2 separate regions of the Mus musculus genome follow, and region 2 is linked to region 1. The links are chromatin contacts, called in public Hi-C maps. All regions are on one chromosome and are shown on one strand. The core of a region is the stretch at or near the end of the contact, and the rest is flanking DNA. Distances in the headings are between cores, read along the strand shown.

The links. A called contact is a pair of places that touch in the nucleus more often than the background predicts.
Region 2: a Hi-C map of liver shows a contact between it and region 1, with 6 times the contacts expected there. The contact joins the promoter of Zfp456 here to the promoter of Zfp759 in region 1. A contact is called at or near these places in 7 of 39 promoter capture datasets (3T3-L1-derived adipocytes, the C10 cell line, hippocampal neurons and 3 more), 5 of 484 Hi-C or Micro-C datasets (cerebral cortex, cortical neurons, granulosa cells and 2 more), 5 of 115 datasets of contacts at active chromatin or transcription factors (astrocytes, embryonic stem cells and stem cell-derived neural progenitor cells) and 4 of 9 other capture datasets (adipose tissue, liver, macrophages and 1 more).

What each region holds. Positions count from the first base shown.
Region 1 is chr13:67,125,914-67,132,190 of GRCm38.p6, reverse strand. Zfp759 (zinc finger protein 759) reads right to left here and starts at 3,963. Exons shown (of 4, transcript NM_172392.3): 1 at 3,877-3,963. The coding sequence starts at 3,882.
Region 2 is chr13:67,372,221-67,378,497 of GRCm38.p6, reverse strand. It overlaps Zfp456 (zinc finger protein 456), which reads left to right and starts at 2,735. Exons shown (of 4, transcript NM_001001186.3): 1 at 2,735-2,808; 2 at 5,621-5,747; 3 at 6,226-6,277. The coding sequence starts at 5,624.

The DNA of each region.
Region 1 (6,277 bases), core at 2,714-5,213:
GAAGGATGGAAATGACAACACAATGCAGGATTTGAAACTGGAATTCAATAAAGAGAAACACTGAAGAGGATTCTGCTAGCAATGATCCAAAATCTATCCCAGTAATCCTAACAGAAAACTTAACAGAAAAACTTAAAATAGAATAAATAGAATTAAAATAGAAAAATAGAATAAATTGGCAGAAGATAGCGTGTAAGTATTTACAAATAAAATGGATGTTCTAGATAAAATAAGCAGAGCATATGAAATAAATGAACAAAAAAATCTGTGGGAAGGAAACATGCAGGAAATGTTAGACAAGGTGAAAAGACCAGGAAGTTTCATAGAAGAAGTGGATTTGGCCTCATGCTGCTTGTATTCTAGTGTTAATTTTGGCTCCCAAAACAGCTTACACAACTGTAGGCTCCGGAGACAATAATGACCTTGCCCTCCCGTTGGTTCTAATTGATAAATTAAGATGGCAGCAGCAAATAGCTGGCAGGGCAGCGAGAGGTGGAACTTTTAGGATTCCTGGGCTTGGGACAGATGAGAGGGAGAGAGAGAGAGAGAGAGAGGGGAGAGAGAGAGAGAGAGAGAGAGAGAGAGAGAGAGAGAGAGAGAGAGAGAGAGAGAGAGAGAGCAGATTCTTCATGACTCAGAGGCAGAGGGCTCAGATTCAGGAGCTATGGAAGAAAAACCACCCAAAATGTAGGTGGAAGGAGCAAGCAGCCCTATGGGGCCAGCTGCCAGAAGGTAATAGAACAGCAAAGATAAAACATAGAATTACAAGGTGTTAAACCAGAAACTCCAGAGGGAAATATATGCTAGGCGCAGGGAAGATTAGAAGTACTCAACCATTGAGCTAGCCAAGGAATATCAAAATTAACGATCCTGAACATGCACGTGTGCCTGTGTGTGTGTGTCTGTTATTGTCAAATCCAGAGCAGGTTAACTAAATTACCACTATACAGATATGATCTCAAGAAGGCTGTAAAAGAAATCCCTAAAGTAAGGAAAGGTACACCCATAATAATATAAAAAGCACACATAATATTTAATTGGACAAGATCAGAAAATAAATTCCTCCTGTCATACTGAAATCTGCAAGTGAAAGAATACATTTATTAGGATATCAGGCAATTCCTCTATGTAACTTTGAAAGTCAGAAGAGCCTGGAGTAATCATTCCAACTCCTAAAAGACAATGATATCCAACTTAAGACACTGCACACTGCACAACTATCTGCAGCGACTGAAAAAGACAGAAAAACATAATAAAGAGCATTACAAAGTTGTATCTTACAAATCAAACATAAAGAAAATACAGAAACCACCATTTTAGGCTGACAAGAGAGATGAGCATAGCCAAGAAACCATGAAAAAGAATCAGAAGCCACAATTACAAAACCACAAAGGGCCACTGAGAACACGAACAACACTGAAAATGTGGGACATACTGACAATGAACACTCACATACCAAAATAAGTGATGCCCACCCAGAGTTCTCCTTTCACGAGATACAGGCCAGAAGAATGAATCAAGAAATGAATCCAACTTAGTCAGGGTTTCTATTCCTGCACAAACATCATGACCAAGAAGCAGTTGGGGAGGAAAGGGTTTATTCAGCTTACACTTCCACAGTGCTGTTGATCACCAAAGGATGTCAGGACTGGAACTCAAGCAGGTCAGAAAGCAGGAGCTGATGCAGAGGCCATGGAGGGATGCTACTTTACTGGTTTTCTTCCCCTGGCTTGCTCAGCCTGCTCTCTTATAGAACCAAGACTACCAGCTTGATGTAGAGATGGCACCACCCACAAAGGGACCCCCCCCCTGCCCACGATCACTAATTGAGAAAATGCCTTACAGCTGGATCTCGTGGAGGCATTTCCCCAACTGAAGCTCCTTTCTCTGTGATAACTCCAGCCTGTGTCAAGTTGAGACAAAACTAGCCAGTACAAAGTTGTCTACAACAAGTAGATATGAGTGATGTCTTTTAGATTTTCCAATTACACTGGACAGATTTTCAAAATATCCCTTTATGATAGTCTGAAGTTTTTGGTATCTGTTGTAAAATCTCCCTGTTCATTTCTGAATCTAATCATTTGGGTCCTGTTTCTGTTGGTTAGCTGGATCCAGTGTCCCTCAATCTTGTTTATCTTGTTTATCTCCAGCTCACTAAAGCTTGGTTTGACTGAGGACAGTATAAGCAAGATCGCCTGAGATGGAGGAGGGGATGTGGAGAAGAAACCCTGAAAAAACAAACACACAAAGAAAACCTGTGTGTATGTTGTGAATGCAAAACTCTTGTAAGGAGTCTGTGTGTGCAGAGACTGATGGCCCACGTGGAAGTTCACTGAGGGGCAGAGCCTGGAATTCTGCAGGTTCAGGGTTAGCTGTCTTGGGCTGATTTTCCCTTCAGGGACAGTCCTTGCCTCACTATGTAGTGGACCACACAGCTTGTTAATAGATAAAAACCTCTCAGAATCCACTGACTAGGCAGAACATGAGATTCTATCAACCCAAAAGCTAAAATCTCAGCAGATGGTATCTTAGGTGAATAGAATATCTCCCATATCTCAAGGTACATATACATACCTCTATCAGACTTACACCAATGTATTTTAAGCTTTCTTAGGTTAATGACATTCTTTGTTCTGTAAAACCATGAAATAGATTTCATGTTGGAGCATGGAATTTGGATTAATTAAACCTGTGTTCTCAGATCATGGCTACAAAAATGGCTCTGGACTAAACTATTCTCTTAACTCTTCAAAAGGACAACTATGCATTTTGCATGAACAGGAACCTACTATATGCAAATCATAAGTTCCCAAGTATGCCACAGGTTTTGAAATTTATCTTGCAGCCTTTCTAATACAGTTGAAAAATTTGAAGACTTCTTCCTAAAACTATTAAGGGTGCATCAGTAAACCTGAAAGTCACATTGAGGGACAGGGAAAATTTAAGAGAGTTCGAACACTGCCAATAATAGGAACATACATAAGAAAATCACATGATGAGACAATATCCAGATCCTGCCAGATTAAAGAGAACAATGTACAGAGCCTGGCAGATGAGCAGAGATATTTCCTCCTTCCCTTTCAGACTTTCCAGCTCCTCCCAGCGATCTTTCTCTCATCACACCAAGTCATCTATCTCTCACATCTGAAAAGAAGTCCAAATACTGGACAGAACACATACTCAGAACACAAACATACTCAGAACCGTTGAGGTATTACTGTCTAGTCATTTTTAATCTGTGTAAAATCCATAATTACATAGATTGTGCAAACACGGGATGTTACCAATTACAAGATTATTCTGTGGCTATACAGCCATGTATTGTGAGGAATCATGTCACTGAGATGTCTATTAGAAATTCCCACTCTAACCAAGGCATCCATAAATCTAACAATTCATTCCAAAGGAAAAGTAATTAACACCCCACACAACAATCACCGTCACAGGACTCTCTGTCCCTGGACACTAGGAACTTTAGAAAGCTGTGTGAACTCAAACAAGGAGTAGTCTCCAGGACATGACGTATAGGGGGCGGTAGATGTCCCCGTGTTCTGTATGTCCAGAGAATCTGACTACAGCCAGTGAGAATGGGTCAACTAGGCCGAGCACGTTTCCCTTTAAACATGCTTGAGCTCTGGTCAGCATCGCAGGCACAGGCAGTGTGCAGACCCTGCCTGCCCTTGCCATCCTGTAGTTTCTAACGTTCTCCTCATCAAACCTGTGCCCAGGGACAGTGACCCAGCCTAGGTCAGCACAGCATCTCCAGGTCAGCAGCTTCCTGTCTCACAACAAGCCCAAGCCGGCACTCTCCGTGCCCTACCCGCCACCCTGCACAGTCCCTCATATCTGCAAGATGGTGCTGTTCCCTGCACCAACCTCCATGTCAGAAATCCAAATGCAGCGCTCAACAGGACAACTGCACAAATTTGAGAAGCGACCTTTGACGAAAGAATATGGAAATTTGATGCTGACAGCACTTTCTGATGCCGTCACAGGGGCCGGGACTACATTTCCCACAAATCAATTGGAAGGACTTCCGGGAACCCACTGAAGAGGTTTTGTACACTGCCTGGATTACAGTCCACTGAGAGCAGGTGCACATGGACATGCACAGGGAATTTGGGCTCTTTTACAGTCCTTGGTCACGGCACGAAATGTTTGCCTGTGAGCTGAACCTTTCACATTAATCCCGCCTATCAGGTTTCCATGTTATCTCTGATAAAACATTTTGATTTAAAAACTCCGACCTACTATAGAATCTTATTAACAAATGGAAAATTCATGCTTTCATGATCTGCTTTATTTAAGAATGTGGAAGCAGGAAGTTAATGTAGGAGTGAGCATTATCTCTTTACGATTCTATTGAAACCATCCTAGTCGCTTAAGATAGAAGAATTAGAAATCAAAGCTAGTCACCAGCAGATGTTTTCTGAGCACTCCACTGGTTTTTCTCTTCTGTATGTCTCCCAAGGGGCGGGACAGAGTTACTGGGATCACAATGATGTGTGTACTAACTCTTTTTTTTCGAGGCAGGGTTTCTCTGTATAGGGTTTCTCTGGCTGTCCTGGAACTCACTCTGTAGACCAGGCTGGCCTCGAAATCAGAAATCTGCCTGCCTCTGCCTCCGGAGAGCTGGGATTAAAGGTGTGCGCCACCACGCCCGGCGTGTGTACTAACTCTTAATCCACTGTGCACTATAGGATTTCCCCCTGCCTTAGGTTTGATGTTCCTTATTGATTTTTCTGTCTCTGCACTGATCCTGTCATCGGTCATATTTGACAATATTTGAACATTAGTGTTATCTGTCTTGAATTTCCCTCACTTCTCCTAAACAGAACACTGAGATATTTTCTTCTTGAATACAAAGATATCAGAAATATTCATAATACTGTCTAATGAGATCACTGTATTAAAGGAGTTACACTGGAAACATAGAGTATTGAGAATTCATGTCTCTTCTTGGGAAGGTTTATTCTTGTGCAGTTCATGGTTGAGTCAAAGTTACAAACCCTGTTACAGAAAAGACTTCCTACTTCCCTGAATCCTAATGATTCAAAAAGAAGCTGTTTCAAAGAAGATACTGTGCCGAGTCCATATTTAATTCTTCTTTTCCAGTGAGTATGTTTATCCAGGAATGCAGAACGGCTTCCTCAAATTAGAAAAATTAGAGTCAAGGAACAATACATGTACCTGTACTTGATTGGCAAGTGTCATGACTGGTCTGTCCTCCTCCTGAATGCTGCAGTGAAGGGCATTGACAGAAACCACAAAAGTTAGTATTTCTGAGCATAGCTAGTTTTCCAATATATGTTATGTGTTGAGATCTGGTCTGTTGCTATGTATTGTAATGCTAAATTCTGTATCCAAGATCTAGTACTACAGCTGACTTCTCATATTTACATGGTTCTGTGGCACAAACCTTCATCCTTGATTTAAAACTATGGGATAAATCAAATTGGCTACAGCCAATTACTGGAGGGATTTGTGGAGGGCGGGTATTGAGTTACCTGGTAGGGGGTGGAGAAGAGAGAGAAGAAAGAGAGACCAGGACAAGGAGAAATGGGGAAAGAGGATGAAGATGCCCTGGGACAGATGGACCATGAGCCTGTGGCCAGGAGAAACAGCAAATATCTGGGGTAGAGCACTGGGAAGGTAGCCATGACGGCAGTTACAAGAGTAGATTAGTGGTTGTGTTCCAGTAATTGCCAAAGCCAAATGCTATAACCCTAGGCTGAGTTGAATTTATCTGTAAGCTAGTCAGTCATAACCTTAAGTACATTGTGCTACTTGTGTGTATGTGTGTACATGTATATTTGTATCTGCTACATGCAAACCTACCTAAGAGAGTAGTCATTCATAGGAGATGCGCTCATCCTTGAGGATACAGCATAGAGTCACGACTCTTCTACTGTCTCCATTTCTTTGCATTTTGCCTGTGTAATTCAATAGGGGGAGTAGCTACCGTGGTATAGTCACAACCTGAAGATTTGATCAAAGAGGAGGCTCATTCAGCACACTATTAGGGACCCAGGCATAGTTATGGAAATGTCTACTGGAGCTAGAGTCTCAGGACTAATATGTTTGTTTAGGCCATGTTCACCATTTTAAATATATTGCCTACTATAATTTTTTTACATCTTGATCATTTAATTTTCTCTCTTGGGAACAATCCCTAGTATGTGTCATGTTTAGCGAAATCACTTGAATATCTGTGCTTACAGGCTAAAGAGATTGTTCAGTAGTTAAAAGTAATTAATGGCCGGGCGTGGTGGCACAC
Region 2 (6,277 bases), core at 1,486-3,985, 250 kb before region 1:
CTTACACAGAACAGAGGAATGAAAACGCAAAGACTGGAAGGAACTGGGCAATAAAATTAACTGAGACAAAGTCAGCCCTATCTAAGGTCAGCTATAGTCTTAGAAGCCAGGTGTGAGGTCTTTTCACTCCTAGGCCAAGGGCTTTCACACCCAAGTCATGGTTCTAACTAGGGAGTTCCGTTCTAGCTAACCATCTCATGAATAATGCAATACTCTAAAACCACAGCCAGATCTACTTCCTAAACCATTGTAAATTCCTGTATATGGGTGTAACTCAGTTTCAGTTCTAAGTATCTATTCTGGTTTCTCCTACGGTCAGAAACTTCTTTCTTCCTTGGTGATGGTAGATTCCTGTGAAGGGCAGTGACCTAGCTTTTACTCAAAGTGGTAGTGTAATACCAGGGGCAGTACTGAATGTCACTGAATAGCAACATTCTTACTGAATTCCAAGTCCAAGGTCTTGCTCAAGGACATTCTAGGACTGTTGGAACACTGGCTTTAGCTATGTCAGAATTCAATCTTAAAAGGCACTTATAATACGGTAATACTAAAAGAGAGCACATGGATCCATACACTAGACTAACGCGGGAATGGAAAATTAATGTATGGGTTAGAGAGAACGCCAGACTCCAGGAGTGAGTTTCTGTGAAACTCTTTTGCTTTGTGAGTAGCTTCCAAGCCTTTCGGCTTGTCACACTGACTCGACCGGAGAGCGTGGCAGGCATCCTTGCAGTTAATTCTCAATACTGTTTCCCTCCTTCCTGGGGACTTGCCCTTCTCCATGCTGATCATTTTTCCATCTTCTTTGTGATTCCCTAGTTCAGCCGACTCACCTTTCTTAATGCTGTGACCCTTTAATACAGTTCCTCATCTCGTGGCAAGCCCCATCAAAATGTTTTTCGTTGCTACTTCATAATTGTAGTTTTGCTACTGTTATCTTAATATAAACAAATATTTTTGGAGACAGGTTTGCCAAAAGGATTGTCACAGGTTGGGTATCACTGACCTAAGATGAAACAAAGTAGGGTCTGTCCCCCACCTACCAGTCTACCCTTCTGCTTGCTTATAAAGTCAGGAAGCTGCTGTGTTTAACTAGCTATGAAGAAGCTTTCAAGACAGTTGAATTTCCTTTCCCTTGAGAAATTGCTGGGTCTCTATTCATCAGACTGCTTCATTCTTCCTGTGTCTTTTAGATCTGCTGGCCTCCTCATAGTCACTTAACTATGCCCTGTAGACAATAGACTGTTTTCTGAGCAGTCACTCTTTAAAGAACATGCATTTAAGTTGTCTTAAAGCCTTATGACCGATAGCTATACCCTCCTTCCTGCAATGAAATCACCTAACACTTCAGACACAAGACTCAGAGGATTACAGCTGTACCTGACAGGAAGGTCTCCCAGCTAAGGACCAGTTATCATAGTGATAGAAGCTGCCTTGCAAGCTTCCAAATGAGAGAAGCAGTAATGATCCTAGTTAGCTGTTAGCTAGTTCTGTGGCAGTGGACCACAGAAACGTCCCATATGGCGTGATATCCCTAAGGTGCCACAGTGCCAATCACATCTTGACATTAGCAGTAGTATAATTGGACTTAAAGGTTGATCAAGTAGACATACATCATGGATAGAAGCATGGGCTGCCACCCATGGCTTGTTAGGTCTTGCATCCTGGAGGACAGGCTAATGCCACCTTTCTAAACCATCATAAGTTTAACTGCATTCTGAAGACTTTTCCTAAGGTCTATACATACGTGAAACTCTTACTGCTCCTCAAAGTACTTCTTGCTGCAGCACAGAGAACGTTAAAAAAAACCTGAAACTTACCCAAATGCAGAGAACTGTAATCTGTGTCCAGACCCAATACATGCATCTATACCACATTTTCTGCATATAGTCATCAAGGACTGTTTCTGGATAGGGGCAGATCGATTATGAGAGTCAGAGGTCCAGGAGGTCGGCTGTGAGGTCGAGCAGCTTAGAGAGTGAAGGGAAGCTGCACCCTTAAACATGACTGACTGAGCAATGACAATGGCTCATGGTTCCTGCAGGGGGAGTCTCCTGGGTAGACAAAGATGTATGGGCACCTAAGAATGGCTGAGAGAGGGGGGAATTAGCCTTTCCCAGGGCTGAGTCCACTCACTATTCAAAGCTAACTCACACAATTATAACAAAATACTGCATTAATACATAAATTCCTGATGTCATGAAGTGGTGAAAAAGGAAAAGTAACATGACTCATTTTATAGGTAATTCTGGGACTTTACTCAAGGAATTATGAAAAGTGGGTCCTGAAATACCAAATTCTTGAAATAATAAACTAGCATCAGGAAATTATTTCATAAAGTTACTTTTCCTTCCCACGCTGGTTACTGTATTGCTTTGTTATTTTAAGGAACCACTAAGTCAACTTTTTTTTTTTCCAAGAAGAAGTAATATTAAAATTACAACTAGAAATGACTTGTAAGCCATATGTTTCTGTCAAAGGCTCGACTCATATCCGTACATCTCCGTTGTGGTTCTGGGATCCGAAACCAATCGCATTACCCATAGCATTTCTGCACATAAGGCTTCCTCCTTGCACCTTCCACTGTGGGTTACCATCCACATAACTCTCCAAACAGTAGAAGTCACCTAACCTGGGTTCTGGGATTTCCGTCGCACAGACTTCTGGGAGATGTAGTCCGCACCACTGTGACCACTGGGAGCCTTCTAGGAAATACCCTTCTGACTTCAAGTCTGTACTTGTGCCTCTTCCTCAAAGTTGGGCGGAAATGATATTCGGCTATCTATTCCAGTTGTCTCTGACAAGAAGGTTGGTCCAGTCAGCAGCGTAGCCTGGGGCTCTGTGTCAACGAGGTTGGTTCAGGAAGAAGTGTAGACTGGTGTTGGGTGCCAGGAGCAGGGTTCTGTCTTAGAGGGAGCGTTTGTGGGCTAGGTGGGAGGGCGGAAGCAGCTGCCAGGACTGGCTGTGCTGAACTGGCTGGGACCGCTGAAGCTGCAGTTTTGGAGTGAGGGGACTGGCCTTTTGGGATTGTGTCCTGAGTGAAGGTTTCCTTTAGAACACCGAGAGCAGCCCGAGTCTGCCTTGGTTCTCTGGTACACTGGAGCAGCTTGGTAGTGGGGGACTAGATTGCAAACTAATGGTGATGAGCTGACTACCTGCTCCTGAGAGAGTGCCAGAGCTCACAGACCTGCATTGCTGGAAACGCGCATCCCTGGCTGCCCCACTCTGACCTGGATGCTGCCAGAGTCCTTTGTGTCTTTAGAGTAAAAGGGTTTCTGGTCCCCGTGTACTCTGTAGCCAGCTTATAGCAATGGCCTTGAGGTCTGACTGTCTACAAGGCAGAGTGGGATCTAGAGGAGCTCACACAATGTTTCACCTTGAGGGCTGTGTTTTCTAAACTTTTGACAGGACCTCCATCCCTACTTTACAGTTGAAAATTTTTAAAAAAGAGAGAATGTCCGCTTGACCCACAATGGTTCCGGTCAACATGACATTATTCGGGCTTGGACTTGTTGAAGAAGTTTATGAATATTGTGTGTATTTCTGCCATTGTTTCTGTTATCTTGTAGCTTTGCTTCCCATAGTAATATGAGGTATAAAAGGGCGGTGAAAAATAAACTCGAGGCTGCTGGCTGCTCGTGGTATTGACCAGCAGTCCTCCCAAGTCTATTTCTTGGCTCTGCATTTTTTTTTTCCTGCCTCTCCTGACTTTAATCCTCACTCCACACACAGAGACTCTTTGACTCTTGGCACAACCTAGGAGTTGCTGCTTCGTGATCTGTGTTGTATGTATTTTAAGCACTGTGTAGTATAGACAGGCTGGTAGGGAATGGGGAGTCTGTATTGTTTGGAACCTGATCAGGAATCCATCGTTCTCTTTGCCTCTCTCTCATGTTTACTTCCCATCAATGTCCTGCTAATCTTTAGATTTGCCCGACTCTCTGAAAATATATCTCTGATTGTCACTGTCAGGAGATGCAAGAGTTCTTAAAACATCTGCGCTGTCCTTTCTGTTGCTCTAGAGTTCCTCTAGGATTGATTTCCATTGAGTGGAATGTAACCATCGAGCTCCTGGTTATTGGAAGAATATGTAGTAATTGTTAATGGGTGGAAGTGTTCCTGCCTCAGGTCAGACATTATTTGCATTTCTTTCCCATTGAAAGTGAATTTTGCAAGTCTCTGATTCCCCTGCAATGTTTGCTGTTAATTGTACTGGCTATAATCCCCACAAAACGGTATCCTGTTTACAGGTCCCCGGACCTCCACCCCCAGGGTCTCACAGGAGATTGTACTCAAGACAGCAGACACTTGCCCATGCAGAATGGAGGAAGCCAGTGCTGGCCAACATAGGGAGTGAGCCCCGCAGTTAATTCTCCATTGTGAGCATGCTCTGATTCTCTCACAGAGAGTTGTTTTGGTCTTTGCTCTGCTCTGGGCTCCTGCCATTCTCCACATTGCTGGTTTTCCCGTGGCCTTGGTGATGCAAACATTAAAAAAAGTGTAATCTGCTTTTTCATACTTGTAAAGACAGGATCTTTCTCTACTAGCTGTACAGAAGGTTTCAAGACCTTTCAATTTATTTTTCCCTTGAGAAACTCCTATTCACCAAAGTGCTTCATTATGCCGGTTAATTTTGGAGATGTTCTGGCCTCTTCATTGCTGCTGAATTCTGCTCATTAGACAAAAGACTATTTTCTATTCAGTCATTCTTTAAAGAAGATATAATCTAGTTGTCCTATAAACTCTTGTGACAATAGCTATTCCCTCTTCCCAAGGGTGGAAACACCTTGCACTTCAGACAGAGGCCTCAGGGAATTGCAGCTGGATCTGACATGAAGATCTGAACAGGGACGAGTTGTCCATACAGATTTAAGGTGCTTTGCCAGGTTCCAAGGGAGAGAAGCAATCAATAGCCCTCTTAGCTCTTATACCAGTGGGCCACGGCAATATCCTCTATGTCATTCCAGCCATAAAGATGCCACAGTGCCACTCAATATCTTGGCATATGCAGAAGCTGTCCAATGGGACTTAAAGCCTCATCAATAGAAGTTACATCATGCTTAGAAGCTGCCGCAGGTGACTTGTTAGGTTGAAACCTTAGAGGGGAACATACTAATGACATGTTACTAAAGCATCCTAAGCTCTCACTGCATTCTGATTGCTTTTCCTTAGACCTACACATGAGTGTGTAGCTCTTACTGTTCAAAGCGCTCCTACACATGAGTGTGTAGCTCTTACTGTTCAAAGTGCTCCTACACATGAGTGTGTAGCTCTTACTGTTCAAAGCGCTCCTACACATGAGTGTGTAGCTCTTACTGTTCAAAGCGCTCCTACACATGAGTGTGTAGCTCTTACTGTTCAAAGCGCTTCTGGCTGCATCAGAGAGAGCTCTGCAGAAAACTGAAACTTACCAAAGTGCAGAGGACTATGTATGACCTTGTGATCTGACCCAATAGGAATGTCTGCAATTCCTGTACATAATAGTCAAGGAATATTTCTAAGCAGGAGCAGTTTGAGTATGAGGACTAGAGGTCATTGTCAAAACCAGAGGTTTGCTGTGAGTTTATTAATGATTTTAATTAATTATAGGTGTGATATTATTCATTGATCTTTATTTCAGGAAATGTTGTCCTTCTGGGATGTGGCCATTGATTTCTCTCCAGAAGAGTGGGATTGCCTGGAGCCTGCTCAGTGGGATCTGTACAGGAATGTGATGCTGGAGAATTTCAGCCACCTTGTGTTCCTGGGTGAGCATTGTATCTATAGAGAGTTCCTATCTCACCCCTACCATCAACATGTAGGGTACAAACCGCTTTGTACAATATCTCATGGAAGTATTTCAACAACGAGTTTCATACCCATCATTTGAAGAAAAATTAGGGAGGTTGCTGTACAGCTAAGAAACATGTCATTGTTTTTCCTCGCTGTGTTTCAAGCATGCCTCCTTTGCTCTTGTGGGACTGTTAGAAATGCACTGGCATCAGGAGTGGACCACATTTGTTAATGAAATTGTTTCTCTATTCAGTTTAATGTTTTCCCTCTAAAGAAACTCAGAATCAGGATATTGTACATTCCTTTCTGTATTTTACTGTCCATGTCAGAAACCCTTGAAGGAACTAATTGTCTGCAGTTATTTATTGTATCATGTCTTTCCTTATAAACACTGTACTGAAAGAGAGAGTAAAAGAACACTGAAGCAATCTTAACCTCTTGTTCTCCAAACAGGTCTTGCTGTCTCTAAGCCATTCCTGGTGACATTTCTGGAGCAAAGACAAGG